Regions from separate parts of the Sus scrofa genome. Here region 2 is linked to region 1. The links are chromatin contacts, called in public HiChIP or PLAC-seq maps. All regions are on one chromosome and are shown on one strand. The core of a region is the stretch at or near the end of the contact, and the rest is flanking DNA. Distances in the headings are between cores, read along the strand shown. Region 1 overlaps LIMK1 (LIM domain kinase 1). Region 2 overlaps CLIP2 (CAP-Gly domain-containing linker protein 2).

What was found. HiChIP or PLAC-seq counts read pairs in DNA pulled down with a chosen protein or histone mark.
Region 2: an H3K27ac HiChIP or PLAC-seq map of alveolar macrophages shows a contact between it and region 1. The contact joins two enhancer-like sites. A contact is called at or near these places in 1 of 5 promoter capture datasets (liver), 17 of 47 Hi-C or Micro-C datasets (alveolar macrophages, embryonic fibroblasts, fetal heart ventricle and 10 more) and 2 of 2 datasets of contacts at active chromatin or transcription factors (alveolar macrophages and skeletal muscle).

Annotation. Positions count from the first base shown.
Region 1 is chr3:11,258,358-11,261,030 of Sscrofa11.1, forward strand. The region is part of intron 2 of LIMK1 (LIM domain kinase 1); the gene reads left to right. Among named protein-coding and RNA genes, the nearest start is that of LIMK1, 6.9 kb to the left of the region's middle. Within about 2 kb of position 1,349, at least 56 of the 83 cell types and tissues checked have an H3K27ac peak or open chromatin away from gene starts, as enhancers often do. A contact at or near this core is called in alveolar macrophages, where this site is marked.
Region 2 is chr3:11,497,047-11,499,719 of Sscrofa11.1, forward strand. CLIP2 (CAP-Gly domain-containing linker protein 2) reads left to right here. Exons shown (of 16, transcript XM_021086342.1): 13 at 407-566; 14 at 2,253-2,444. Among named protein-coding and RNA genes, the nearest start is that of GTF2IRD1, 40 kb to the right of the region's middle. Within about 2 kb of position 1,330, at least 7 of the 83 cell types and tissues checked have an H3K27ac peak or open chromatin away from gene starts, as enhancers often do. A contact at or near this core is called in alveolar macrophages, where this site is marked.

The DNA of each region.
Region 1 (2,673 bases), core at 99-2,598:
GCCCAGGCAGCAGGTCCTTCATCTGCTTCCTGTTGTGAGCTAAGACCAAGTGCTCTGCACCCACATTGCTGCACCCTCCTCCCCTGCTGTGTGGCCACGCTGGCCCCTCCCTCTGCAGCCTCCAATCCTGAGTGCCTGGAGTAGGATGGGGAAGCGGCCCGGCGGCCCACCCCTGCACTCCCGACGAGGCCCCCTGGCCGTAGGTAGCTGTAGAGGATGCTGGCCTGGACCCTGAGCAGAAGCCGCTTCTTCAGAGGGGCCAAGTAAGTAGAAAACCCCCTCCCCACCTGTCCCCGGCCTCAGGCAGGGCCCCAGGTGTGCCAGCTGGGGCTGGAGGCCACAGCGGGACAGACCCACCTGAGGCCGGGCCCTGAGGCAGGAGAACTGAAACTCCTTGGTCACTGTTGGCCGCCTGTCGAGGGGAAGAGGCCGCCGCTGAGGCTCCTGGCCCTGCTGGTACAGCCTCCCATGAGGCTGGTCCCCCAGCTGCTCTTTTTCGCCCTTGGTGTCCAGGGACGTGGCTCTGGGTAGAAGGCACCCCTGGGAGGGGTGGGGCTGTCATTGCAGAGATCACCGGGGCTTCCTGGCCCCAACTCTCCTGCCCAGGCCTCTCTGTCCTCGCTTGCTCTCAGGGAGGGCCACGCCGTATCTGGTACTGCTCTCTTGACATCCTTTATAGGGGCAGGGGCACCCCGCAGAGCCAGGCAGACCTAACCCACCCACCTCCTCTGGCTCCTGACCCGATGTGGGCCTGAAAGATGAGGGGACACACAGGGTCGGGCTCTGCCGAGGCCCCAGGGGCCAACCACCAAGCCACTGAGAGAGCGTGGGCTAGATCCCTGACCTGAGCTAGAAGCCCCCTGTCCCCAGTCTGAGGTGGGGCTGAGCCAGGGCACCCCAGAGCAGTTCTGAGGACGCCCAGGGTGGGACGTGCCCCGGGCTGAGTGCACAGAGCAAGCCGGTTGAGCAGGAAGCATGTTCTCTTCACGGACCCACGTCTGTGGATGCCTGGCCTGGGGCCTCGGGGAGCCCACAGGTCAGCGGCAGAGGCCGGTGGCGCAGCCCCCCCAGGAAGTGGTAGTGGGGGCTGCCGGCGCTCCCGAGCTTGAGTGAAGCAACGTTGGGGCTTCAGGGCTGCTGCAGTGAGGAGTCTGTGCGGGCGGGAAGGAGTAGGAGCTCGCAGGCAGAAGAGCATTCTCTGCGCTGGAGGAAGGCGGCTGCTCCGGAACCCCCACCACAGGCCCACCGAGGTGGGGAATCAATTCCTGTAGCCTAGGGTGAGGGGGAGCCTCCGGGGACGCTCCTGTGACGCGATTCGTGTCTGGTCTGGAGGGTGGAAGGGCGAAGTGAACCGCTGATCCGCACAGGGCGCGGGGATCTCCCCAAGGTCACGAGCCTCCTCTCCAGCTGTGCACCTTCCTGCTGGGTTAGAATCCGCGGGGCTGCGCTGGGGACCTCCCCATCCCTGAGCGCCCTCCCTCCTGGCTCAGTGCCCCTTCCCTTGTCACCCACCCACTACAGTCTCCTCAGGACCGGGGGCAGGAAGGGCTGCGGGGGCAGCGGATGACGTCATGGCTCCGGTCCAGCGGCTGCTTCCGCCACCTCCTCTCGCAACTCAGTGTGGGCTCCAGAGGCTGTCTCCCCCCTCCCACGCCCCACCCCCATCGAGAGAGCTCATCAGACACCCCCCTTCCTAGCTGCACGATCCAGACATTTCGGGTTCCCAGCCCCTAGCTGTGGTCCCCAGCCCCTCCCCTCAGGCTCCCAGACAATGGGGAACTGGCTGGATCCTCTTAAAGGGGCAGTGTCCCACCAGCCCTCTTACTCTGCCTCATCCCCAGTTCCCTAGTTCAGGAGCGGTCACCCAGTGCTGCCATGTGCAGGCTGCCATGGAGCAGAGGGTCCCCCACCGCCTGGGGCACTGAGCTCTGACCTAGTCCCCCATTCTTTCCTGCCTTCCTCTGTCCCTGGATTGTTCCCCTCCTGAGCCATGAGCTCTTTGCCTGGGTTCTCCTGTCCCCGTGTAGCCTTGGCACATCACCCAGACCTCCCTTACAGCAGCCAAGCTGGATGGATCCCCTAGCCAGCTTGACACGGTGTGACTCTGGCCCAGACATACCTGTGCACACCGGGACCCTGGGTTAGGCTCTCAGTACCCAGTGGGGCTGGTCACTCCGGGTTGCGGGGCAGGTCACTGCTGGTGCCGCATTTTCACATTTGCTCACCTTGACTTAGCTGGGCTGCTGGTCCCCAAGACGCTTGGGTGGAAAGAAGCCAGGCACGTAACTCCTGGCCTGTGGGGTGACACCTGGAAATCTTTGTATCGTTTCTCTCCATCTGTCTTTCATGGGCGCCACCATCCAGGCTGCCCGGTACCTGTGCTAGGCCCCGTTATCATGACTGGCAGCGCCCAGGGCGCTGGCCGCAGTTGAGGAGATCCCCGGCTTGACCGATGGGCTGGTCTGTACTGAGCGGCACCCCCGCCTTGTATCTTGGTGGAACTGGGAGTATCTTGCTGGGGCCTCTGGGGCCCATCTATGTGACCTTGGGTGGGGTAGACCCTCTGAAGTTCATCTGCCTTGTCTCTAAATGGGGATAGCCCTGCCTGAGGATGGGTAGCCTGAGAGGATTAAGTACATTGAAGCAAGAAAATGGGAAGGTGCCAGTTTAGTA
Region 2 (2,673 bases), core at 80-2,579, 240 kb after region 1:
AAATATATTCTCTTTAAAAAAAAAAAAAAACTCAGGCGTTCCCTGGTGGCTCAGCAGCTTAAGGATCTGACATTGTCCCTGCTGTGGCTCTGGTTACTTTTGTGGCACAGGTTTGATCCCTGGCCAGGGGACTTCCCCATGCTGCTCATGTGACCAAAACCAAAAAAACTTCAAAACCATTCTGAGAAAGGCTAAGTTCTCTTGACTGTCCCGTCCCTGAACCCTGCCCCCTGTGATCAGATGGTTCCAGGCCTCACGTTTCTTCTCTGGCCCCTCCTGGCACAGATGCTGAGAAGCGCTGTCCCTTGGGGTAGCTAGTCTGTGGGCACTTGGCACCTTGTGGGGCATGGGAACAGAGGGGCCCAGGCTGACTGCAGCTGTTCTGTGTACCCCCACCCTCCTCCAGGAGCCTGAATGAATTGCGGGTGTTGCTGCTGGAGGCCAATCGCCACTCCCCGGGGCCTGAAAGGGATCTGAGCCGTGAGGTCCATAAGGCCGAGTGGCGGATCAAGGAGCAGAAACTCAAGGATGACATCCGGGGCCTGCGGGAAAAGCTGACCGGGCTGGTACGTGGAGAAGGGGGCGGCCTGAGAATGATGGAACGCTGGAACGGGGCCAGGGCTACCTGCTGTCAGGCCATGGAGGCTGGTGACCTCCTGGAGCCACCCCAGGGACAGCCAAGTCACAGTGAGGGTTCATAGTCCTCTAGAACTGCAGGCAGAGTCAGTGACATGGCTATTGGGGGGCCATGGTGGCCCTTTTACAGACATCATGGCTGGCTGTGGGGCCGTCTGGGTGATGCAATGCAAAGGAAGACTTCCTAAGAATCTGGCCAGTCCAGAGGCAGCACCAGCTTCCGTCAGATGGTGAGCTTGCCGTCCAGGGAAGTAATCAACCAGTAATGATGATTCATGCATCAGTCTCTGGAAGGAGAGAGGAACAGGGGCCTGACTGAGTGGAGTTCTCAGAGGTAGGGCCGGGGTAGGTGAGTGGTACTGGTTGCACAGGATGAAACCATCCCCGTGGTCAGTGTTCAGGATAAGCCTGTGGCCAGTTCCTGGGCCTGGCCAACTCCAGGGTGTGGACAGGATAGGGTCCGGAAGGACAGGCCTGCTGTCAGGAGAAGCTGCTCCGAAGCTCCTCACTGCCCTCCCGCCCAGCAACGTGGGTCCAGCCACACAGGAGGAGATGGAAGGAGAAGAGAGGCCTCCCGGGCAGGAGGGGACACAAGACCTGCCTGCAGCCGTGGGAGCAGGCTTGCACTGGCAAGGTTAAGGGAGAAGGGGCGTCACTCTGCTGCTCCCAGATCCTGGGGACCACGGGTCCGGATGCGCTGTGACCTTCCAGGTCTGGCCACCAGGGGGCGGGGGTGAATACAGAACCCTCTGTGGGCCTCATGGTGCTGTGAATCTGGGTGTAACTCGGAAGCCTGGGGCTGTGGGGATTTGGGAGTCCTGATTCCGAGGCTTCCCCAGAACCATGTGGAAGGGGCAGAGCTGCCCTGGCTGTCTGTCTCCATGGGCCACAAGCCGGTCGAGTTTACGTGTGACTGGCTGCCCCTTCCCCCAGGGCGGCCTGTCCCATGTCCCTGGTGAACTGTCCCCAGCACCACGGAGAACCAGGGATGGGCTTGGTAGTAAGAAACCTCCTGAAGTGAGGAAGGTTTGGACAGAGAGGGCGGGTTGGGTAGAGGGTCAGAGCAGAGCAGAAGGACCTGGAAGCATCAGCCTAAGGGAGGCAGTTCAGGGAGGGTTTGTGCCAGAGCGAGGAGGCTGGTGAGCCAGGAGGCAGTGCATCTCTGGGTAGCATGGTGGCGGGGTCAGCTGTGGCACCCCTGGAAGGGAAGGTAACAGGTGTCCTGTGGGTGGAGGAAGGGTTCAGGGAATTAGGCTCTGGGTCTAGTGGGGAAGAGGAGGGACTCCCATGAGACAGCATGGAGGGAGTGGGGGGCAGGGAGGGAATGCAAGAAGGAAAGAGAGGTTTCAGGACACGGAGAATGTGAAGCATCTGATGGAAGCTGGGAATTCAGGGCAGGGGGGCAAGGAAGATGCTTCATCGAGGACCCTCAGGTGAGGGAGGGAGGCCCGCGGGCCCTGGTGATGCTCAGGCCTGGCCAGAGATGAGATGGGACAGAGGAGTTCCCTGCCTACAGGAGAGTCTGCGCTCTGGCAACGCGAACATGTGCGCGCACGCACACGCGTACACGCATACATGTGCACGTGCACGCTCTTCCCCTCCCCTGCCGCGTCCAGGACAAAGAGAAGTCCCTGTCGGATCAGAGGCGCTACTCCCTTATTGACCCGTCCTCATCCTCGGCGCCTGAGGTCCTGCGGCTGCAGCACCAGCTCATGAGCACGGAGGATGCGCTGCGCAACGCGCTGGACCAGGCTCAGCAGGTGGAGAGGCTCGTGGAGGCCATGAGGAGCTGCCCCGACAAGCCCCAGGTGAGCTGCATCTCACCCAGGTCCGCGGGGAGAGACCCAGCCCTGCCCCCAGGAGTCTCAGCCGAAGGGGTGCATGGCTTTATCCTGAGGAGCTCAGACCAAGGGCAGAGATGCGGCTTCGCCCAGAGAGCCTAGGTTTTCTGGGGTCTGGGGACCCCCATTCTGAAGCGCTCTGCTCGGTTTGGAGCCAGAGATGGTCCCGTCGGGAAGACCCCGCCATCTAGTGGAC